5 separate regions of the Mus musculus genome follow, and regions 1, 3, 4 and 5 are each linked to region 2. Evidence: chromatin contacts called from public HiChIP or PLAC-seq and promoter capture Hi-C data. All regions are on one chromosome and are shown on one strand. The core of a region is the stretch at or near the end of the contact, and the rest is flanking DNA. Distances in the headings are between cores, read along the strand shown. Region 1 holds the start of Eif3l (eukaryotic translation initiation factor 3, subunit L). Region 2 holds the start of Csnk1e (casein kinase 1, epsilon). Region 3 overlaps Gm10863 (predicted gene 10863). Region 4 holds the start of 1700088E04Rik (RIKEN cDNA 1700088E04 gene). Region 5 holds the start of Micall1 (microtubule associated monooxygenase, calponin and LIM domain containing -like 1).

Region 1 (2,700 bases), core at 81-2,580, 370 kb before region 2:
CAACACTCAGGAGGCAGAGGCAGGTGGATCTCTGAGTTTGAGGTCATCCTGGTCTACATAATAGACCCTAGGACACCCAGAATTACATAATAGAAAGATCCTGTCTAAAACCAAATGAGCAGGGAGGTAGCTATGCAAGCCTTTAATCCCAGTAAGCAGGGGGCAGAGGCAGGTGGATCTCTTGAGTTCAAGGGCAGTCTGGTCTACAGACTGAGTTCCAGGACAGCCAGGGGTACAGCTGGCTGATTTTTGAAAAATCAGCTGTAACTCCAGAGGATTGATGCCCTGTGTGCATAATTCACTCATACAGAGGAATAAATAATCTTAAAAGTAAGGTCTTTATTAAACCCTAATTCTTTCTTGCTTAAATAAACCAAAGCAACCAGACAGGCAAACAAAAGGAACGACTTTAAGGAGTCTAGGGCTTAAGGAGCCAGGGGGGAGAATGGCAGTTCTAAATAGGACGCTTTGAGTAGAGGGCGTTGATTAGCAACACTCGTCCAGCAAACTCCTGTCTTCAACAGAGAGCCAGGCAGTGATACCGGGGTCATTTGTACTAAAGTCTGGTCAGAGGTAAGCATGAGTGCCGAAGCCCAGAGTTGTGTACCTGGCTGTAATAAGCAGAGATTGTTGTGACCCGGAGACAAGGATGCAGGTGCCCAAAAGGTAAGGCAAATCAGCTGTTCAGGGATTGGTTCTCGCCTTCCACCATGTGGGTCTCCCACATCGAACTCAGGTCGTTAGGCTTGGTGTCAAGGGCCTTCACCAGTTTGGTCATCCTGAGTGTTCTCAGGTTGATTTTTTTTTTTTTTTTTTTTTTTTTTTTGGTGGTGGTGGTGTGGGGGAGAAATTTCTCGCTGCAGGCAAAACCGTTTACACCTAAATCTAAGGTCAGGAACGCTACATCTTAGCAGGTCACTTGTCATCGTCTCTGTACCGTTTTCTTCTGATTTCTCTTTATTTTTGTTGTTGTTGTTTTGGAGACCCCGCTTTATAATCAGATTGGCCTGGAAATAACTAACTTTGGTTATCCTCGAATTTGTTGCAGTCTCCTGCCTCCGCCATCCTTGAGATGGCAGATGTGAGTCAACAGGGTCTAGGCATTCTTCCCCTTTATCGCTTGCCCGCCCCTACTTCTGCGTGCACACCATACTCCACAATAATGTCCTTTGAAAAGCCCGTTTTGCAGGGAGGAAGGAACTCTGATAGTTTAGGAACTCCGTCCTTCCAATCAGAGCTACTTCGCTTCCCCGGCGACCCCGGAAAGGCTTTCGGGCAGGTTGGGCTGGGCGGGACTTCCGGTCCGGCCAAGCAGGCGCGGAGTTCTTCTTCCGCTCTCTCCCACGGGCTTCTGGAGCGCCGTAGCCATGTCTTACCCCGCTGATGACTACGAGTCTGAGGTAATGAAGCGGTGAGCGCGTGGCGGGGTCCGCGGTGGGCACCCGGTTCGGTGGGATCTGTCCCCGAGGTGAGGCGGCGTCCAGATCGGGCCGGAACAAGCGGACCTCGATCATTCCGGCCCTCCCGGCCCCGGGTCTCCTCCCCGGGTCCCTCCTCTGCCGGCCGTATGTCCCCGCGTGTAGTCGCAGTCAGTCGGAGGCGGGCTGAAGGGTGTTTAATGCTGAGTTCTTGGCTCTCATGGCGTCTGCTTCAGACGGGGCTATTACTGTGTTTTTCTTGTCTTGTTGCACCTGTAAGCGTGTTTTGTGCTTGCCCGGGGTCCCTTTTCTCTCACACATGTGAAGCCCTCCGAGGTAGCGACTGTCAGTCTTATCTGAGTAGTATGTTTTGCCTCCTGCTTGACATGGAGGCCCGAGGACGAGCATTTTTGGAGTCCCCATTTGGCGTGTCTCCCTAACTTTGTCTCTTTCCTTGCAGGCTGCTTATGATCCCTACGCCTACCCGGGCGACTATGATATGCACACAGGTGAGGCTCTCAGTTTGCCCGGCTGTCTCTTGCCTTCCAAGGATTGGCACTTTTTTCTTTGACCATCTCAGCGTTGACTCCCAACAGGGACCTGTTAAAAACTGCGTCCTAATGGAGTGGTGGAGTCGGCCATTAGGTCTGATTGGTAGGGTTGTGAAGAGTCTAATTAAACCAGGCCTTTTTTGTGGTCTACCTGCCCACGTCAGAAGAGGACCATCACTGACCCGGCTAGGTTTTTCTTACTTGGGGCAGATTTTATTTGTTATACTGGGGTGGAACCCAGAGCCCCATGCTTGTGGACGGTCTCTGAACCACACCCACAGCCCTCCTCCCTGAGCTGTCTGGCCAAGGTCAAAAAGCTTTGTGGCTTTGTTGTTTGGGTGCCGGAGATGAGATTAAACCACACACTCCAGCCCCAAAGAAGGAAATCTTGGTGTGAAAATCTTCCTTGATTCAAACCAAGTCTAAGTGAAATACTTTGGGGAGGCTTTTGAAGTTTACCGAAATGTTCTAGTCACTTTGAGATTAAGTAAGTACCAAGTGGCTTGCGATGCTCACAGCATGTATTTTATTGGCCCTTACAGTAGAGTAGTTTTACAAAGTAAGCATGTTAATGTGTCTTTAAAGGTGAAAGAAAATAGCGTACTATGCATCATTTGGTTAGAAAGTGAGTTTCCTTTCCTGTTTTTTAAAGATGGGGGTCTCGTTATGTAGCTCTGGCTATCCCGGAACTCACTATATAGAGCATGCTAGCCTCACAGATTCAGCTGTCT
Region 2 (2,700 bases), core at 98-2,597:
GGAAAGGAACATAAATATACTGCATCCTATATTACATAAATACCCACGCCAGGTTATATAAATACCAGTGCCCTCTGTCTGGGAGTCTTACATAAATACACTGCACATGACCCCCCAAGCCCCTCTCCACTCACGGCTCTCTGCACAATCACCAACCCTGAAGGACCCTACCAACGCCAGGGTCTCCCCACCCTGGAGACCAGAGCCCTGGAGTCTAGCGTGTCCCAGCCCTCCTCCACTTAAAAGCCCCCCTCCACCGCCACCCCAAGAAATTGACTTTGGGGTGGGGGCTCCTTCAGGAAATCAGAGTAGCTTTCCAATTCTTCACTCTGTCCCTTACGGGAGGGGTGGGGGAGGGGAATAAACAAAGTTAAAAAAAGGGGGGGGTGGCCATGAGGAGTCAAGACTTCTCAGCTGGTTAGAAAAATTACAACTACAAGCAGCTGGGCACATGGGCAGTCCCGTGTCACCCTGCCATACACACACACCTCCTGACACACACACCACCCACCTTCCACAGGGCCAAGACCCTGGTCAATGAATCAGTAGAATAAAAACTGAAGGAATGCCCTAAACCTAGGAAAGGCGTCCCAAACGCAAGTATTCATTGGAACTGCACCCCCTTCTCTCTCTCTCTAGACCCCCTTTCCAAAGGGAGGCTATGCTAAGAAATATGTGGGGAAACTCTGGACAAAGTAGGGGGAGGGGGTGGCCTAAGTCGCAGCCCTGCCTCTGAGGCGCCCAGGCACCCAGCTTTCACAGGCTTGAAGCACAAGGCTGTCTCGCACACCGCAATGAGAAGCCAAGCGATAAATAACCCCCTCCCTTCTTCTCGCCACAAAGGAAAACAAAGCCGGTGGCCCGGGTGACCACGCACCCCATCACTTAGGACCCCCGCGCGCCCCCACCCTACGCGAGAACGGCCTCGGTGACCCGGAGCCCAGGACACAGAGGAGGGGCCGAGGCCGGCCCGGAACCCGAGCGCCCCCGGGACCCCAGCCAGGCCCCTGCCGCAGGTCCCCCGCCCCAACCCGGGGCCGCCTCGGTGCACCCGGCGGCCTGCGAAGCGCCCGTCCCCTCCGCGTCCCCGGCCGCGCCTTTGTCCTCACGGGCGGCGCCCCCAGCCCTGCGCGGATGCGCGTGTCCGCCCCGCGCTCGCGCAAAAAGAAAACACAAAGAGGCGGAGGGAACCCCGCTTCCCCGGCCCCCGATGCTCACCGCGCCGGGGCGGCCGCCGGGGCGGATGCCAGAGGATTCGCCGGGCCGCGGGCGCGCCAGCCTCTCCCCGGCCCGCTGCGCTGCGCTCGGCCCGGCCGGGCTCAGGCTCCGCGCTCCGCCGCCTCCCGCCGCCCGCCCCCGCCGCCGGCTCGCGCGCTCCCTACCCGCGCGCGCGTCCCCGCGGTTCCCATTGAGCCCCGGGCCCGCCCGCTGATGTCATCCCCCGCCCGCCGCCGCCGCCCCGGAGGATTTAAAGGGCCCGCAGCCCCCGGAGAGCGTGTTCTGACGCTGCCACCCTGGGTGAGGGGCACACAAAACTAAGATTTCCTATACTCAGGCCTTGCCCTATCTCCAGCCAAAGCTGCGGGGACCCCCGAGAGAATCAGCTGAGACTCCTGGCACTGCAAAAGAGATTTAGGGCTCAGTAGCCTGAAGGCTGTAGAGAACACTGGCCAGGGGCTTTGGGAATAAAGCATAGGGACTGAGGGGCGTGGACAAGGACCAAGGATGTGTGGTCAGAGAAAACTCCAGGCAGACACTTTTCTTTGCTCTGTCCTCTGCCGTTCAGATCCACTGTGACAGTCCCTCAGATTCCAACGTAGTTTCACCCATTGAGCCCCCTGCCCCTCACCAAGAACTCACACGTGAGTCAGGGACCCAGAGGTGCTCATTCAACAAAGTCATCCCCCAGACAATGCCTGAATGTCCTTAACTGCAAACGAGGAAGAAGGACCATAGCCTTCCCAGGTCATGGGAGAGTTAATGAAGGCTTCCCACCAGCTTCCAGCTCCACCATGGAAGGTCCCAGCACAAGGCTATTAAAATGATATTTACAGTGGGTCATGCAAAGCTCCAACTTATGACACACCTACATTCTCTCTCTACACACACACACAACTGTTACTGTGGACATAGTACCTCTGATCACCCCGGAAGCACATCTCAGAAAGAGTCACTTCATAATAACCGCATCTTCTCCCCGAGGCTGAGGAGATTGCTGGGAGACCTATAGACCAGGTCCTATCACAGGGCAGGAGGGCAGGATACTGTGGCCCAGAGAGGGCAAAAGGTCTGCCCAGGCCCACACAGCCCAGCAAGATGGCCATGTTCATCTGGTGGACCTGGGGATGCCGATCAGAAGACCAGGAGAATGAGGAGGAGCTGCCTCCAGAGGCCTCTGTGATGGTAAACCGGGCAACTGGCTCTCTCTGCCCAGGTGGTGGACTGAGCATGGCCCGCTTGGTGCTTTTTGGCTTTGCGTTTGTCAATTGATTCACAATTGGCAGGTTTTGTATGACAGGCCCGCATTCTCTCCTGAAGCCTTGGCCACGCAGGGCACAAATCCTCACCAGAGGCAGCTGGTCTGGACAGCAGTCAGCCTCAGTGGTCAGAGCCCAGGCCGTGGGGCCTTGGCAAGACTGAGCAGAACACAGCAAGCATCAATGTCCTCCTAGCAATGTTACCACCCAAACCTTCCAACAT
Region 3 (2,700 bases), core at 140-2,639, 260 kb before region 2:
GAGTGAGCGCAGGCCAACTTGCTCAGGGGTCCTACAGCCAGGCCTACAGATCTGGGAGAGTCACAGAGAGGTGAAGGGCCAGAGAGTGGGGTAGGACGAAGGAGAAGCCTTGTCCCTGGGAACCGTGCTGGGTGGTTCACTTGCAAAGGGGAGGGGGCCGTGTTCTTCCCTCTCTGGACTTCACTGTGGGAATTTTGGGTATAGAGCAGGGGGTCCAGCTCTCAGATGCTGGGCTGGGTCTCCTTTCTCACCCTGGGACTTGATTGCAGGAGCCATGGGCTGGGCTGGCAGTCCCTCCTGTCCTCCCTGTTCCCCGGTCTACTCTGGTCCCTGCTGGTCTTTGGTCTTTGAGAGACAGCAGAGTCGCAGTCAGGAGAAGGGTTAAGTCAGGAACTCTTGGGATGGCTCTGACCATTCCTCCGGCAGGGAACAAGGGCCCTATTCTCTGTGTGGGAATTAATAGCAAGGAGTCGACTGGGGTGTCATTCAAGCCCCGATCAGCTCCCAGAGGAATGTGAGGGAGAGAGAGAGAGAGAAAGAGAGAGAGAGAGAGAGAGAGAGAGAGAGAGAAATGGAGGCTTGAGGCACAGATATCAAGAGAAGCGCATGAGGGCCTGCTGGTCACAGTACCCATGGCATGTGGCTATCACGCCTTAAGACAGATCTTGTCTCCAAGGATGCATCTATGTCCCCACACAGCAGGGAGACCTGGTCTGGCCATCCCTCACCAAGGGTTTGGGGTTTGTTTTTTTATCATTCCTAGATGGCTGGACTCTCCATAGGATTGGCTGCTGCTCCCACTTTCTGGGATCCTCCACCTGTCCCTATTTTTGCTTAGGGGGTCCTAGGTTCACCTGAACCCCCAGGCTGCTGTGCAAGGCTGGCCTGTGCTCCTGGGCTGTGCCCTTGGTCTTGGTCCCAGGAATTCCTCTGACCTAGCTCCATGGTCAGCTCAGGCATATCCCACTAGGTGACTTCAGGATCCTTTAGTTGCCTGCATTCGAGGGGAGCATCAGGGAGCTCAGCTCACACAGGGGACAAAGCTCATCTGCTGCTGAGACAAGCCTTCCAATGTCACCCACAGCCTGGCTTGTGGCAGAGGACCAGCGGCCCCCAGAGTCATCTGAAATGTCACAGCCCAGGGCAGGCCTTGGAGGCGCTCCAGGCCACACTTCAGGTTTTGTGGGCACATATACGGAGGCCTGGAAGGGCACTAGCTTGTCCTGGGTTAGAGCTGAGCTTGGTGTTGACCCAGGTTGTCTGTCTCCAGATTAGTGTTTTGAAACACCCCACCCCCCACCCCCATGTGGAGTCTCACCAAACACAGTACGCATAGACTGTGCATACACTTGGTGCAAGACACCTGGCCGTCTGAGTCAGACACCTCATCTCTGGTTTTGTGACTCAGCCTGGCTGTATCACCCTCAGCTGGCGGCTTCATTTTCGGGGAAATGAACCGTAACAGACAGCTGGGCAGGGGTGGCGCATGCCTTTAATCCCAGCACTTGGGAGGCAGAGGCAGAGAGGTAGGCAGCCTGGACTACAGAGTGAGAGAGTGAGTTCCAGGACTGCCAGGCTTACACAGAGAAACCCTGTCTTGAAAACCAAAAAAAGAAAAGAAAAGAAATGAAACTTAACAGACATGTAACCCTTGGATAGAGCCACTATGTGTGTTTGTTTGTTTTGTTTTTATCTTTCTCTTTCTTTTTCTTTTTTTGGGGTGGGAGTGGGGACAGGGAGGTGGGGAAGGACAGGATGACAGGGTCTCTCTCTCTATATATAGACCAGGTTGGTCTCGAACTCATAGTTCCCCAGGTCCAGCTGTCTCTGCTTCCGTAGTGCTGGGATTAAAGGCATGTGCCACTGAGCCTGACTGGGCTGATGTGTGCCAGCAAGCCCATGTTATTCAGATTGAAATGATATATTTAGCTGCTTATTTGGTGCTAGGGGTCAAACCCAAGGCCTTTTGCCTTTGAGGTAAATTCTTTATCCCTGAGCGCTAGCTTAGGCCCATTACAGTTCTTGGAAGTCTGGGCTGTACCTGGTGCCCTCTAGCTAGAAGCCTTGCTCTGCACATCATTTGGCTGCTTGCAACTGCACCCAGCAGCCCCAGCCCCAAGAGTCCCATCAGTCCCTCAGCTGCAGTTTTGCTGGAGTGAGGTTCTGGGCGTCCTGAGCTCAGTGCCCTTCTGTGTCTGATAAACCACCCTGTTCCTGCCTCTCTGATGGCCTGTAGTGTGGTAGAGAGCCAGGGAACAGACCCTGTGTGGCACAATGGCAGCTCTGGAGTGCTTCAGACCTTGGTTTCCTCCTGAGTCGGCCTTAATCACCATGGGGACTGATGCATGGGGAAGCCTGGCTTCACCCTCTAAGTGTGCAAGTCGGGAGCCAGAGTCTGGAGAAGGTAGTACTTCCTGCAGCACCAGGAGATAAGCAGAGTATAGTGGTCTTTCTGCATCGGGCTGTGTATTAGTTACCTGCCTAGGAATTCTAACAAAATACTCGATAAAAGCAATGTAAGGAGAAAGGGCTTGTTCCGGCTGATATTTTTTTTGGGGGGTGCCACCCATAATGGAGGGGATCCGTGGCCACAGGAAGCGTGACTCAGTGGGCTATATTTCATCCACAGTCAGGTAGACAATGAATGCTGGTCTCTCTGTCTCTCTCATTTTAATTATGTATGTATGTGTGTGTGCGCAC
Region 4 (2,700 bases), core at 19-2,518, 300 kb before region 2:
GACTCATAGGAAGCTAGAGTTACACATTGCTTTGACCCACCTGATATGGTTGTGGGGGATTGAACTTGGGTCCTTGAGAATAGCCAGTGCTCTTAATCTCTGAGCCATCTTTCCAGTCCTTATTTTATTTCAAGGATAGGTTCTTACTATATTATCTAGGCTAGCTTTTCTTGGGCTCAGGCAATCCTCCCATTACATATGCCTAAGACACACACACTTTTTTGGTGACTGGCTAACATGGGTGCTGGGGAATGAGCTTTCAAAGGGCAGTACATGTTCCTAACCACTGAGCCAGCTCTCCAACTGTAACACACACAGACTTTTTTGTGTATGGTGTGCTGGGGCTGAAACCCAGACTCCACATCTGCCTAGAATATACTCTGTCACTGAGCAACACCTTCAGCTCTATAATTTTCTCCTGTTCATTTTTCTTGTTACCCTCCTGTGTTATCAGTTTTCTGAGAGCAAGAGTTGTCCTTTGCAATCCTCTCAACACTCTATTCCTAGTACCTAGGACAATATCCAAATCACACATTAGGTTTTTGTCGTTGAATAATTAAGTGCATACATGCTCATTCATGTAGCAGAGGCTGGAGCTACAGTTGTGAGCAGAAACAGGCACGTTTCTTTGCCTGGTGGTGTTCACCATTTAGAAGGTGACACTAAACACCTCTAAGACTGTATAATGTCTAAGCCTGGTGAAGGGAATTGAATTTGGTACTGTGAAGGTCCCACTGCAGTGAGGAGATAGGCTTCATTGAAAGTGCATGTAAAAGATGAACTAACCATTCCAAAATTCTCCATCTCTGGTCTTTGATTCTTCCCCGAACCTTTCAGAATCCCAAGCTCTTAAGGAAAAACCGCACCGCTCGGGTCGTTGATCCCCTAATGCACTGACCTCTGAGCAGCTCACAAGTCCCCGGCGTGTAACCTGCTTGCTTACGGCAGCGGCGGAACCCGGTTCCTTTGGTCACCGAGTCCACCCTTTCCTGGGAAGCCATGGGAGGGCCCTAGGAGGGAGAGAAGCAATGACTCGCCCTAGTTACGCTTCGCAATCCGGACCTCTCATCACGAGCAACCTGGGAGTCTGAGAAGCTGGTGCCCGACCCCTCGGCTCCGGACAGCGCAGTGACCACAGTCCCTATCGTGACGGTCCGGGGAGGAGCGCTCACCTTAGGCGATGACCTGGGCGTGACAGAGCCCTCCGCACGGAGAAACTCCAAGGAGCTAGAGTGTCAGCGTCCTCACTAATCGCTCCTTGTTACCATGGTAACTAGCGACACGCCTCCACGCACGCGCATTAGCGTCTGGTCGGCCGCTGCTTCCCGGAAGTAACTGCGCCTGGGTCACGGCGCAAGCGCAAACTACGCGTGGTGCGGCGAGGGGCAAAGGCGCGCGTTCTCTGCTCTGCGCCCCGGGCGGAGAAGGCATCATGTCAGACAACGAGGACAAGTGAGCACGGGCCACGGAAGGAGGGAGGTCGTGGTGCGAGCAGGGCTCTTGGAGCACAGGCTAGCCCAGCTGCTGGGTTGGTGGGGCGAAGTCTTCAGAACTTCCTACCTCGCGGAGCAATGGGGACAGTGGTCAGAGAGTTCAGTCCGTGTGGCCCCTGTCCTCTGAGCGCTCTCTTTCTGGAAGGGAATGCCAGAGGTGTGTAGCTTGTGTAGTCGTGGAAGTAGGAAGGAAAAAGCAACCCAGAGAATGGCCTGGAAGGCTGGGAGCAGACGCGGGCTTGGGCTAGGTGTGATAGTAGCAGAGGTGGCAGAAGTGGGGATAGACTCTAGAGAGCATGAAGTTTAGTGTTGTTTGAGGCAAGGCCTCACTCTGAAACCCAGGCTGCCCGGGAATTCACTATATAGCTAAGGCTGGCTTTGAATTCGACACAGTCCTCTGCTTCAGCTTCCCAAGTGTTGATATATCTGGCATGAACCACCAGACCCAGCTGGATTATGGACATTTTTTTTTTTTTTTTCCGAGACAGGGTTTCTCTGTATAGCCCAGGCTGTCCTGGAACTCACTTTTGTAGATCAGGCTGAACTCAGGAATTCACCCACCTCTGCCTCCCCAAGTGCTGGGATTAAAGGCGTGCGCCACCACCACCCGGCTGGACATATTTTTATTTTATTTATTTGGAGACCAAATATAACCTTATATCAGGTGGTTCGAACATAGAGATTCATCTACCTCTGCTTTCCAGGTGATTTTTGTTCTTTTTTTTTTTTTTTTTTCCTGAGACAGAGTCTTTCAACATAGTCCTAGCTGTGTCTGGAAGTCACTGTGTAGATTTGGCTGTCCTCAAACTTACAGAGATCTGCCTGCTTTCACCTCCTGAGCACTGGATTACAGGCGTGCGCCACCATGCCTGGATCCTGATATATTTTAAAGATAGAACCTAAAGGATTTCTTGATACGCTGTATATGTTAATCAAGAGAGAAGATGAACTATGGTAGTCCTGATAGATCAGTCAGAATTCAGAGTCTGGGCGTGGTGGTTCACACCTGTAATCCTAGCACTTGGGAGGCTACTGCAGGGGAATTGTCCTGAACTAGATGTCAACATAGTGAGTCTCAGGCCAGCCTGAGTTACATACTGTGCAGTAAGATTGACTTCAAAACAAGCATACAAAATACAGTCAAAAATGCAATGAAAGCAGAGATGACGGCGTTGACCAGGGCAGTGATTGCCACCAGAGAAGAGAT
Region 5 (2,700 bases), core at 70-2,569, 330 kb before region 2:
AAGCCATGTATGAACACTTGAGCCATTCTGCCCAGTTTTTTTTTTTGGGGGGGGGGCGGTTTCAAGACAGGGTTTCTCTGTGTAGCCCTGGCTGTCCTGGAACTCACTCTGTAGACCAGGTTGGCCTCGAACTCAGAAATCCACCTGCCTCTGCCTCCGAGTGCTGGGCTTACAGGCATGCACCACCAATGCCCAGCTTCTGCCCAGTTTTTAAGTTTTGAAACAAGTCTCTTGTAGCCCAGGCTGGCAAGCACCTCTCGGGCATAAACTACAAGGCTCTATCTTCATTTTCAAGATATGAAACTATAATTCAAGGTGACACAAGATCACGTTGCTGGGGAGGGAGGGAACCAGGATTTGAGCCTGGGTTAACAGAACTCCAAAATCCTGTTTCAGATGACTAAAACCCTGTTCATTCCCTCAGAAGGGAGCAGCAGACTCATTCCTACAAGCTACACATAGGTCAGAGTGATGTCACCATCTCTGCGGGGCTGATTCATCAGCCTGGGTTTATTTAGGAGGCGCCTCTGGGGGAGGGGTCTCCTGGTGGGGTCTTGAAGAAACTATCAAACCAGGCGTTGGAAGCAGAGGTTTTCCTCTGTGTCGGTTTCTAGGTCCTTTCAGCAAGAGCCCAGCCATTCTAAAAGTTGAAGAGACAGAGCCCCGGAAGGATCTATGATCCCCTAGTTTACACGGAGAGAGGGAACCAGAAAGGACCAACTTGGTTGTGGGGTCCCCAGCCTGTCATACTACATAGCTCTCTGGCCTGGTGGTAGTAAAGGTGTTTGGATCCCCTAGGCAGGCCGTGGGGGGAGGGGCGGGCGTTCGAAGTGTTGTAGCGCGGTGGGGTATGGAAGAAAGCTGGTGGCCATCTGGAGGTCTGGGATCTGTGGGGAAAGTGCCTCGACTTTCAGACCAGTCGTGGGTGTGGTTCAGAGAAGTCAGTGAGGAGAATCTGAAGGTTCCTAAGGGTGAGCTTGAGGCAGGCTAGCAGCAAAGCCAGAGTGTCCCACCTCTTGGGGTAGGAGGGCCTGGGGAGACTGCGGGGTGGCGTTGGGGAGGGGCTAGCCAGCGAGGAGTTGTCCCTTCTTCCAGGAGGGGCTCCCCAAGGGAAGGGTTGACTCGATCTGGAGGAGAGGGGCTATGTGGGGCGTCCGCCCTTCCGGGGAAGGGGCTCGACGGCGGGGGCGGGGCCGCAGGGTGGGGCCCCATCCTCCTCGCGCTCCCCCGCGACGCGGGCGGGCAGGGGCGGGGACGGAGGCGGTGGGCGCCCGCGGCCGGCCCACAATGAGGACAGCGGGCCGCGGTGAGTAAGCGGCGGCCGCCCGGGCCGGGCCACGCGGGGCGGAGGCTTCGCGGGCAGGTCGGGGCAGGCTGGCCGGGCGGGGTCGGGAGCCGAGTCCGCAGCCCTAGCCGCGCCAGAGCGGAGCGAAGACACCGAGGCCCCGCCCCGGCCGCCGGTGGCGCCCCGACCTCCGAGCCGCGCCGCAGACACAGCCGGAAACTGGCCCTGCCGGAGCGCAAGCGGCAGCCCAGTGCCACCTGACCCCGAGTCGGAGCCACACGAACCGGAGCCCAAGTCCGAGCCCCAGTCCGGGCCGTCTCCGAGCCGGGCCTGCCATGGCGGGGCCGCGGGGCGCTCTCCTGGCCTGGTGTCGCCGCCAGTGCGAGGGCTACCGCGGCGTGGACATCCGCGACCTGAGCAGCTCCTTCCGGGACGGCCTGGCTTTCTGCGCCATCCTGCACCGGCACCGGCCCGACCTGCTGTGAGTGCCCGGGGTGCGCGAGCGAGCACGCGGGGCTGGGGACCGCCGCTCCCCTCAATGACGCGGTGGCACGCGCCGCCCTGAGAGGTCCGGGACCTCACACCCGCCGCTTCTGAACGCGGAGCAGGGCCACCCGAGACCCCAAGACCGTGCACCCCCTCCCCCACCTCGGGCCACTGGTGTCAGGCTCTGACCTCTAAGAGGGAACTCTGACCCGTCCTTCGGGACGTCGTTACTCTAGGCTCCAGCAGAAATACTGAGCCTCGCTTCCTCCATTGGCGTCAGAGCATAGTAACCCCAAACTTGACTGTAGGAGATGAGAATATGCCACTCCCCCAGTTAGGCTTCCTTTAAGTTCGAGCTGGTCCCCGGGTGCTCTGGGAGGCTGACTTCTTTCTAATAGAAATTTACATCTTTGTAAGGGCACCTACCGGAAAGGGTCTTCAGAAAGAATGCGGCCCCAGATCACTTCCTACCTGGGAGAAGCTGCCGGGCTTCGGCTTTACTCACTTCCCCATCCTTCCCTCCCCTAGAAGACAAACCCCATTCCTTTCTATAGATAAGCGGCTATCATCCGGCACAGCAAGTCCCATATTTTGTGGGACTTCCGTGGGAATGTAGGTCATTAGTTTTAATTCTCTCTTCAGCTAGTTTGCCATTTACATTTAAGGCGCAAAGAACCTAGAGGGATGGAGGAGAAAGCTTTTGTAAGGCACTTTGGGCAGATACTCTGTAGGGCACTAACCCCGTTTCTGGCACAGGGTTCCTAGCTAAATGGCTGTCAGGTGACTGCGGGTACACTACTTCCCCAAACCACCTCGATAGGAATCTGTCTAGGTGTATGGTCCCGCGGCTCTGCTGGTTACAGTGGGGAACAAAGATGGAGCAGAAATTAGGAGCCAGGCAGGGGAGGTCTCTAGTGCAGCTGACAACT

The links. HiChIP or PLAC-seq counts read pairs in DNA pulled down with a chosen protein or histone mark. Capture Hi-C pulls out chosen DNA fragments and counts their contacts.
Region 1: a contact with region 2 is called in an HNF4G HiChIP or PLAC-seq map of pancreatic cancer cells. The contact joins the promoter of Eif3l here to the promoter of Csnk1e in region 2. A contact is called at or near these places in 1 of 39 promoter capture datasets (cranial neural crest), 2 of 115 datasets of contacts at active chromatin or transcription factors (embryonic stem cells and pancreatic cancer cells) and 1 of 9 other capture datasets (adipose tissue).
Region 3: a contact with region 2 is called in a FOXA1 HiChIP or PLAC-seq map of pancreatic cancer cells. The contact joins the enhancer-like site here to the promoter of Csnk1e in region 2. A contact is called at or near these places in 2 of 39 promoter capture datasets (the 3T3-L1 cell line and cranial neural crest), 1 of 484 Hi-C or Micro-C datasets (nephron progenitors) and 2 of 115 datasets of contacts at active chromatin or transcription factors (bone marrow-derived macrophages and pancreatic cancer cells).
Region 4: a contact with region 2 is called in a promoter capture Hi-C map of adipose tissue. The contact joins the promoter of 1700088E04Rik here to the promoter of Csnk1e in region 2. A contact is called at or near these places in 3 of 39 promoter capture datasets (the C10 cell line, liver and stem cell-derived epiblast-like cells), 2 of 115 datasets of contacts at active chromatin or transcription factors (memory CD8 T cells and pancreatic cancer cells) and 2 of 9 other capture datasets (adipose tissue and pancreatic islet).
Region 5: a promoter capture Hi-C map of adipose tissue shows a contact between it and region 2. The contact joins the promoter of Micall1 here to the promoter of Csnk1e in region 2. A contact is called at or near these places in 1 of 484 Hi-C or Micro-C datasets (muscle stem cells), 1 of 115 datasets of contacts at active chromatin or transcription factors (pancreatic cancer cells) and 2 of 9 other capture datasets (adipose tissue and liver).

The regions. Positions count from the first base shown.
Region 1 is chr15:79,073,893-79,076,592 of GRCm38.p6, forward strand. It overlaps Eif3l (eukaryotic translation initiation factor 3, subunit L), which reads left to right and starts at 1,331. Exons shown (of 13, transcript NM_145139.2): 1 at 1,331-1,400; 2 at 1,879-1,927. The coding sequence starts at 1,368.
Region 2 is chr15:79,440,710-79,443,409 of GRCm38.p6, forward strand. It overlaps Csnk1e (casein kinase 1, epsilon), which reads right to left and starts at 1,348. Exons shown (of 11, transcript NM_013767.6): 1 at 1,219-1,348.
Region 3 is chr15:79,175,687-79,178,386 of GRCm38.p6, forward strand. The region is part of intron 2 of Gm10863 (predicted gene 10863); the gene reads left to right. Among named protein-coding and RNA genes, the nearest start is that of Gm10863, 11 kb to the left of the region's middle. Within about 2 kb of position 1,390, at least 37 of the 459 cell types and tissues checked have an H3K27ac peak or open chromatin away from gene starts, as enhancers often do. A contact at or near this core is called in pancreatic cancer cells, where this site is marked.
Region 4 is chr15:79,139,983-79,142,682 of GRCm38.p6, forward strand. It overlaps 1700088E04Rik (RIKEN cDNA 1700088E04 gene), which reads right to left and starts at 1,269. Exons shown (of 7, transcript NM_138581.2): 1 at 1,173-1,269; 2 at 899-1,010. The coding sequence starts at 1,001. Polr2f (polymerase (RNA) II (DNA directed) polypeptide F) reads left to right here and starts at 1,343. Exons shown (of 5, transcript NM_027231.2): 1 at 1,343-1,452. The coding sequence starts at 1,433.
Region 5 is chr15:79,107,664-79,110,363 of GRCm38.p6, forward strand. Micall1 (microtubule associated monooxygenase, calponin and LIM domain containing -like 1) reads left to right here and starts at 1,320. Exons shown (of 16, transcript NM_177461.1): 1 at 1,320-1,766. The coding sequence starts at 1,621.